Regions from separate parts of the Mus musculus genome. Here region 2 is linked to region 1. A link is a contact called in public HiChIP or PLAC-seq data. All regions are on one chromosome and are shown on one strand. The core of a region is the stretch at or near the end of the contact, and the rest is flanking DNA. Distances in the headings are between cores, read along the strand shown. Region 1 holds the start of Zswim6 (zinc finger SWIM-type containing 6). Region 2 holds the start of Elovl7 (ELOVL family member 7, elongation of long chain fatty acids (yeast)).

What was found. HiChIP or PLAC-seq counts read pairs in DNA pulled down with a chosen protein or histone mark.
Region 2: an HNF4G HiChIP or PLAC-seq map of pancreatic cancer cells shows a contact between it and region 1. The contact joins the promoter of Elovl7 here to the promoter of Zswim6 in region 1. A contact is called at or near these places in 3 of 484 Hi-C or Micro-C datasets (all in embryonic stem cells) and 2 of 115 datasets of contacts at active chromatin or transcription factors (memory CD8 T cells and pancreatic cancer cells).

Annotation. Positions count from the first base shown.
Region 1 is chr13:107,888,615-107,892,446 of GRCm38.p6, reverse strand. It overlaps Zswim6 (zinc finger SWIM-type containing 6), which reads left to right and starts at 2,383. Exons shown (of 18, transcript NM_145456.3): 1 at 2,383-2,843; 2 at 2,845-2,853; 3 at 2,856-2,861; 4 at 2,864-2,866; 5 at 2,869-3,050. The coding sequence starts at 2,398.
Region 2 is chr13:108,212,016-108,215,693 of GRCm38.p6, reverse strand. Elovl7 (ELOVL family member 7, elongation of long chain fatty acids (yeast)) reads right to left here and starts at 1,290. Exons shown (of 8, transcript NM_029001.5): 1 at 1,194-1,290.

The sequences.
Region 1 (3,832 bases), core at 1,134-3,633:
CCTTGGGCTTTCTTTGAATTAGAAAATGAAGCTGGATTGCCCCAGGGCTAGGGGGTATAGTTCAGCCCAAGAGCATTGACGCTGGAGGGCCTATGTTCCATTCCCAGAAAAAACTTAACAAAAAATGACTGGATCCCTCCAGGGAAGGTCCATGTCTTAGATCCAGCCTCTTTTAGTTCATTGCGATATCAAATTCTTTAAATGTTAGCCCCCTCTAAAGGTATGTATTTTCCGGTAACGGAAATTAATCCCTCCCACCAACACCGCATCTGACCCTGAATGAGTCATTAATTCTGTCCGAGGACATCAGTTCTGTCCTTTTTAACTTTCTAATTCAGAGACCCGTGTACACGGGTGGAAATGTTCAGCGACCTGTACTGCACACGCTTTTGTCGTGACTTTTTGAGGACAGACTAGGGCTCACCCTTCTTTCTGCTCCGATACTCTAAGTTTTAAAGTCTCTTAAAATTATTTCTTAAAGAGATATAGATATTAAACAACCGGAGGAAAGGGACTTCCTCTTCCGCTTGCCCATAAAGCTCTTCCAGTTTTCTGTCCGGCTTTTTCCTAGGCACCGAGGAGGTGCCTAGAAAAATACTGGATGAATATACAAAAACATGTCACCAAAATTTTCCTAACAAGCAGCTATGGAAAGTCTGCCAGCGTCCTGTCTCCAGGGACTTCTAGCCTGGGGCTCCCGATGCCCGACATGGATCACGTCCAATGTCTCGGGCGGCCTTCGCTTTGAGTGGGCAATTTTCTTTACAACGCCGACGCGCGTAGTTGCTTTAAATTCAGACCAGGTAGGCAGTGGGGAGTAGCCAATATGCGAAAGTGTCAGAGGAGCTAGGGCTTATCTCCAACAATAGGACAGTATCTCTAACACTGTTTACAGTAAAAACAGAAGGTGGAGCAAGAAGTCAGAGTGTCTAACGTGGTCATTAAGCCTGCGGCTTGGCTGAGATCTAACCAAGCTCTGCAGAGTGCGAAGAACAATGTCCGCAGGGTTCCCGGTTCAGACGGGGACTCGTTTCTCCGCCTCCGCTGGCGCCCGGGCACCGTCTCCCAGCGCTGCTCGCTCTCCTGCTGCCCTGCAGCGGGGAGGACCCGCCGGTCGGGCGCCGCCAATGCTGCAGGGAGCGCAGCGCGCGTCCGGAGCGCCAAGGACTCCAGGTCTCAGCCCCGCCGCAGATTCCAGAGCGCCCGCGGCTGTTGTCCGCCACCGGGCGGCCGTGAGCGACAACCGTCTCGCGTTGGAGAGTTTGCGCGATCCTCTCTGCCCGTGTGTGCGCTCTAAGTGAGCGGCCCGACCCCCTGGGTCTGCAGCAGGTCGCGGCAGAGGGCGACTGGGGCTCTGGGGTGAAGCCGGGCGGGCCGGCTTCTTGGCCCGAAGGACTGAAAGAGTGCGAGGGCGGGGCGGGGCAGGGCGGCGCGGCCGGCTCGGGACGCGCGTCCAGCGGCTGCGGGGCAGCATCCGAGCGCTGCGCGTGTCCGGGCGCTCGATCGACTCGGCTCCCTGGCGTGTCACCGGGCCGGAGCGAACCCGGGGCTCAGGGCTGGGTGCGCTGCAGTTACGCGGGGCAGCCGCGCCCCTTCCCCACCTGGGTCGGCGAAAAGTGAAGTGGAAAACAGTGGCTGAGCTCAGCCCTCCTCCCTTTCCCCCCTGCGCCGCAGCCACGGCCGAGGGTGGGGGAAGTTCGCTTCGCCGGGTTGGAAGGAAAGCAGGCGGCCTGGGCCGCGCCTCCCCCGCCTTCCTCTCGGCCGCGTCCCCGGGGCTTCACGCAGCATTTCTTTGTTTTGAAAGCGCCTCCTCCGCCCAGAGGCTTTTCCCCGCGGGGCCGGCTGACTGGGGGGTGGGGCATCGAGCAGTCGGCCCGCCCTCCATTTAGTCCGGAACCCTCCCCCCTCCCCGCCCCGCGGCGACCCACGAGGAGCGTCCACGCTCGGCGGACATCAAAAGGAGGCAGGGCGCTGGAGGGCTAAGTTGAGTAGACAGGGGGCGCAGAGACCCACCCACCCTTCCCCTTGGCAGACGGCCCGACCCCTCCCGCGGAAACCCCGCCTGAGCCCCGCCTCCCGCGTCACAGCAGCCTGACATTCTCACAGCCCACCGGGCACCCAACCCGGGTGCCCCCGCCACCCCCGTGTCCACGGAGCGCTCTATTTATGTTTCAGCCCAGTGATTTGCATAGGCCCCGCCCCCTCCCCTAGGTTCTCCCTATCGGCGCTCCTCCTCGGCGATGTCGTCACGGCCTAGGCCACACCTCCCGTGCCCCTACAAGGAGCGGCGGGCCCTAGATGGCAGCGTGGCGTCGCCACGGCGTGTGCGTGTCGCGCTTCCTTGTGCCGTTTATAGGGTCCCGGCACTTCCGCTGTCGGGTTAGAAGCGGCGCGGTCATGGCGGAGCGCGGACAGCAGCCTCCTCCCGCGAAACGGCTCTGCTGCCGGCCGGGCGGCGGCGGCGGCGGCGGCGGCGGTGGTGGGGGCAGCAGCGGCGGCGGCGCGGGTGGCGGCTACAGCTCTGCCTGTCGGCCCGGCCCGCGGGCGGGCGGTGCGGCGGCGGCGGCGGCGTGCGGGGGCGGCGCGGCACTGGGGCTGCTGCCGCCGGGCAAGACCCAAAGCCCCGAGTCTCTGCTGGACATCGCAGCGCGCAGGGTGGCGGAGAAGTGGCCGTTCCAGCGCGTGGAGGAGCGCTTCGAGCGCATCCCGGAGCCGGTGCAGCGCCGCATCGTCTACTGGTCCTTTCCCCGCAGTGAGCGGGAGATCTGCATGTACTCGTCCTTCAACACCGGCGGCGGCTCCGCGGGCGGCCCCGGCGACGACAGCGGCGGCGGCGGCGGGCGGCAGCACGGGCGCGGCGCGGCGGCGCGGCGGCTCCTCATCCTCGCCGGCCGCCACCTCAGCCGCCGCCGCCGCCGTCGCCGCGGGCACCGGGACCCCGTCGGTGGGGGCGGCCAGCGCTGCGGACGGCGGCGACGAGACGCGGCTGCCCTTCCGCCGGGGTATCGCGCTGCTGGAGAGTGGCTGCGTAGACAACGTCCTGCAAGTCGGTGAGTCACGGGGCTGCCGCGGGCCGTCGGTCCTTCGGTCTGTCCTCCTGTCCCTCGGGGGTGGGGGAGGGCAGGGTCTCCCCTCCGATCCCCTGGGCCGCCTCGGGTCGGGCGCGCGCGGTGCAGCAGCGGGCGACTCGGACGGTCCCCGGAGCGGAGCGCCCATTTCCTCCCGCTGGTCCCCGCCCCCGTCTCCCCGGACGGGCTAGCGCGAGTGGGAAATGAATCAGCAAGGACGCGCCCCTCGGTGGCGGGGTGGTGGGTGTCGGCGTCCCGGTCGTCTGTCCGGCAGGCTGAGTGCGGGTGTGCGGGGCGGGCGTGGACAAAGGCGCGGGTGGCCGCGGGGCTCGGGCTGGGGCGTGCGGCGCGGGGGAGGGGGCGCGGGCCGCAGACAATGCCGACCGGGGCGCTCGCTCTGCACTGCCCGGCTCGCGTCCTTTCTTCTGGCGCTGCTCCGCGCCCCGCGGTCCGAGGTGGGGTGGTGGCGATCCCTTCAACCCCGCTCGGCCACCGCTCCGCTCGGGGCTCCGACGGCCGGCCGGCTAGCCGGCCGGCCCCTCGTACTCAGGCTGCTTTAAGGTGTCTGCAACGAGCTCCGCGGCGTCCGCGTCCGGGTCCCCGAGCCACCCCGGCCGGCAGTGACGGCCGGCCGGGCCGCTGAGGGGCGCCGCTCTCGCTTCTCCGTCCCGTGAGGCACCCCGCCGCCCGACTTCTGCCTGAGCCCGGGGTTCGGGCGCGGTGCTGAGGGAGCGGGCAGCACCGCCGACGCTGTGACCCGCGGC
Region 2 (3,678 bases), core at 41-2,540, 320 kb before region 1:
AGTGTCCCGGGCCTGATGCTTGAACCTGCATAGTGCTTAGTAGCAGTAAGAACCAAGAACTCTGGGTTCATCAGACTAGCAGAGTGGCCAAGAGCTCCTGGCTGGCTGGAAGCCAAGCCCCAAACTGAAAACAATATCTACTTGAAGACTGACAGGGTTAAGCTCTCAGTGTCAGGCACACAGCACTGGATAAGCATCTGCTATGGGGTAAAGGGAAAGGGATTTTTTTTAAACCTAGTCCTCGATGACCTTGGGGAGAACAATTTCCCCCGAACAAAAACTGCAAATTGTAAACCACAAGCGCAAAGTACGGCGGCGGCGGCAGTCACTAAAGAGGATGAGTTTTATACAAGAAACGCAAAACAGGAGTGAGTGGAAGAAAAGATGACTTGGGAGCTCGGAGCTGAGAGAAAACGCTCATGGGCAGCTTCAGGGACAGGAGGGAGTTCAGTAGGCAATCGCCGGGTCTCTGAAACTATTGTTCAGTGGGAGTGGGACTTTTGTGCCTTGCTGCCAGCCGGACCGCTCCCACCCCGAGTTCCAGTTAGTCCCCAAAGGCGCTCCTCTGAATCCGGTAAGTTTGAATCAGCGAGGGCTGATAAGAAAGAAAGGCCCACTTCACACCACAAGACACCTAGGCGATAAATGACAGGAGTTGCCACTCCGTCTCCAGAACGACCTGTTCCACAGCCGTGGACTCATCCTCCCTCCCTGGCCCGCAGCAGTCACCGGGACGGGATGCTGTTCCCGGAGCCAAAGAGACAGCGCCCTGAGTTCCCTCGGGCAGGCGGGACGCACCCAGAAGCAGGAAGAAGGGATAGCTGGTTTGTGAAGAGGAGTCTGGGAAGCCAGGACCCGGAGCCGAGAAAGTGACCTCCGCGGTCCAAGGTCGAGCAAGACCTTCCCTCCTTGAGTCTCAACCGCAGCAGCTCAGCACCCCATGCCCCGGAGGGCCCCGATCTTCCCTAGGGGTACAGGGCTCCAGGGCTCCGGGAGGCACAGGTGAGCGCGGCGCGCCCGACCAGCGAGCAGCACCGCCAGGAGGGAGGCCCTGCCCGGCCCCACGCCGCTTCCTTTCCCGTGCGACCCCCAGGGGCTCGACCCCTTCGGCTCGCGCGTCCTTCCCCCGCAGCCCTCCGCGCCACCCCCGAAAGCCTCGCCCAGTCTGCTGGGGCCCGCAGCCCCGCACTCACCGCGCCGAGGGGCGAGCAGCGCGCGCGGGAGCCGAGGGCGGCGGCGGGCAGTGCGAGCGCAGCTCTCACAGCGGCCCCTGCTGCCGGGGCTGCGGACCAGGCTGCGAGGGGCGGAGGCGGTAGGGTGGCACCTGCCGGCTCTCCCAGCCCCGCGCGTCACCCGGGACCGCCCCCCGGCCCGCCTGCCCGTCGCCGCCAGGTGACGCCGAGGGGTGGGGTGTCATGCCAGCCTCTCCCGCTGCCGCCCTCGCCGCGGGTAGAGCCTGGCCCCGAGCAACCCAGGGTGCAGTAGGGGGCCGGTTCCCGTCCGCTCTACTGGTGCCCTTTCTTTCTGAGAGTGAATACCAACATCTGGATTCATCCGCATGCTTAACCAAAATACTATGGGAATTGTCGTCCTGCTTGACTCTAATGGATTACAGGACCGGTCGAGGGAGGGCGCGGCTGGAGGGAAGAAGGGATGAAGGAGAAATAGGTCTCTAAAATGGAGACCAGACCAGTAAAGATGCCCAAGCCAGATTTTGGCAGCTCGATCCCTTTTAATTATTAAGAATGAATTGTTGAAAAATAGGAGGCGCGGGGAGGCTTTTAGTGCAATGAAGAACAGACTGTATGCAACTTTTTTTTATGGTGATCAGAACAAGGAACAGAGTCTAGCAAACTCCCGTCTCCTTCACTGATTGATGGATTGGAATTGCTGAACTGGATGAATGTAGGCCTGTGCTTGTGCACTGGACTTTTTTTTTTTTTTAATGAGCTAGTCCTGTGTTTAGTTATGATCATAATAAACACTGTAACGATTTCTAAATCAAGCACAGGAAGGCAAAATGTAAGTCTAGAGGTATCTGCTTCTATAGCAAAACCTAAAACTAGAATTGATCTTTCAACTAGAACATCCCCTATCCTCCATCCCCCTCCTACACTCCCGAGAGTTTGCCTTCCCTGTGCGGACTGCCTCACCACATGGGCTCTGCTTGCTCTAGAGTTCCTAGCCTAGAATCAGGGTAAGAAGTCTCTTGACAAGTAGAGACCTTGCATAGGGAAAGCAAAAACAAGCAAGCAAGACAGCCTTCCATGACCCAACCCTAGAACATTGAAAATAAGGTTTCAGTGTCTACCTAAAACTCTGGGCACTCCCACTGAATAGTCAAGGAGACAGCAACTCCCAAAGGACAGAAGTTCAAATGCAAATTAAGACGCTGAAGATATCTTCTACTGGAGATGTAACTTGGTGGTAGAGGGCTTGCCCGGCTTGTGCAAGTTCCTGAGCTCAGTGCTTTACATCAATCAAAAAACAAACTAATGAATCCTTGTTTATGCTCTTCTTTCATGTTACAAATAAGTTGTTTGGTAGATTTGGAAACGCCTTAAAAATTAGAGACAATTGTCACATGCCTGTCACTGTTTCTGTCTGTATAAAATTTCAAACATGCAAGAGCCTAATTAGATTCATTTAATTAGATTTAAGACCTATTTAATGCTGTTACCCCCACCCCACCCCACCCCACCCCAGGATCTAAAGATCCAGCAGACAACCAAAACAAACTAAAAATGTTCTGTCTTTTCAGGGAGGGAACTTTCAGTCTAACCAGAGCTTACAATAAAGTTAATACATAACCAGGTCAGGAAAAAAAAAATGTGTTCAGGTCCTGACAAGCACCACGGGAAGGGGAAGGGCATGGGGATTTTTGAGGGGGGATGGGAGGGGGAAGCTTCATTGTTGAAGGCCTCTGTGAAAGGAGCCTTTTGCATCTCGTGTTTTTGAGATTCACTATGCAGCAGAGGCTGGGAATAAAACTTCTGATAGTAACCCAGGCTATCCTCAAACATATATCCCTCCTGTCCCCTTCTCCCCAGTGCTGAAATGGCAGGCTAAGAGGAAGTCTGTGTGTATCGGGTAAGAAGCACTCTAGGCAACAGGAACAGTAGCTAAGCTGAAGGCATGGGCACAGAGACAGCAAGGAGGCCACATTTCCCAGAGGACCTAGGAGGTTGTGGGAGCTGAACTGGAACAGGGAGGGCAACATCGAAGTCTCAAAGGAGCAGTTCTGAAGAGTGGCACCTTCTGGTCGCTCAGTTTTCTTTTCTTTTCTTTTTCTTTTTTTCTCTTTCCTTCCTTTTTTCTTTTTTCTTTTTTTTTTTTCTTCCTCCTTTTCTTTCTGCTTTTCTCTTTTTGGGGGCAAGGTCTGGCTATGAAATCTAGGCTGCCCTCAAACTTTCAAATCTTCCTGCCTCAGCCTCCTAAGTGCTGGGATGATAGGCCTTTGTTCCAGCCTGGCATTTTAAAGTAAGTGTTCTAACAATGTTACTGAGAGTGGTATAGAGGATGGGGAGGAATGGCCGAGACATAGCAAGGAGACAGTTAAGAGGCTCTTACACAGTCCAGATAAGATAAAGCAGAGGCAAGGAGGAGCTGGTTGAAGTGAAAAGGCCAGGCTTTAAAATACATTCTGGCATTCAGAGGCAGAGGCTGGTGGGTTCAAGG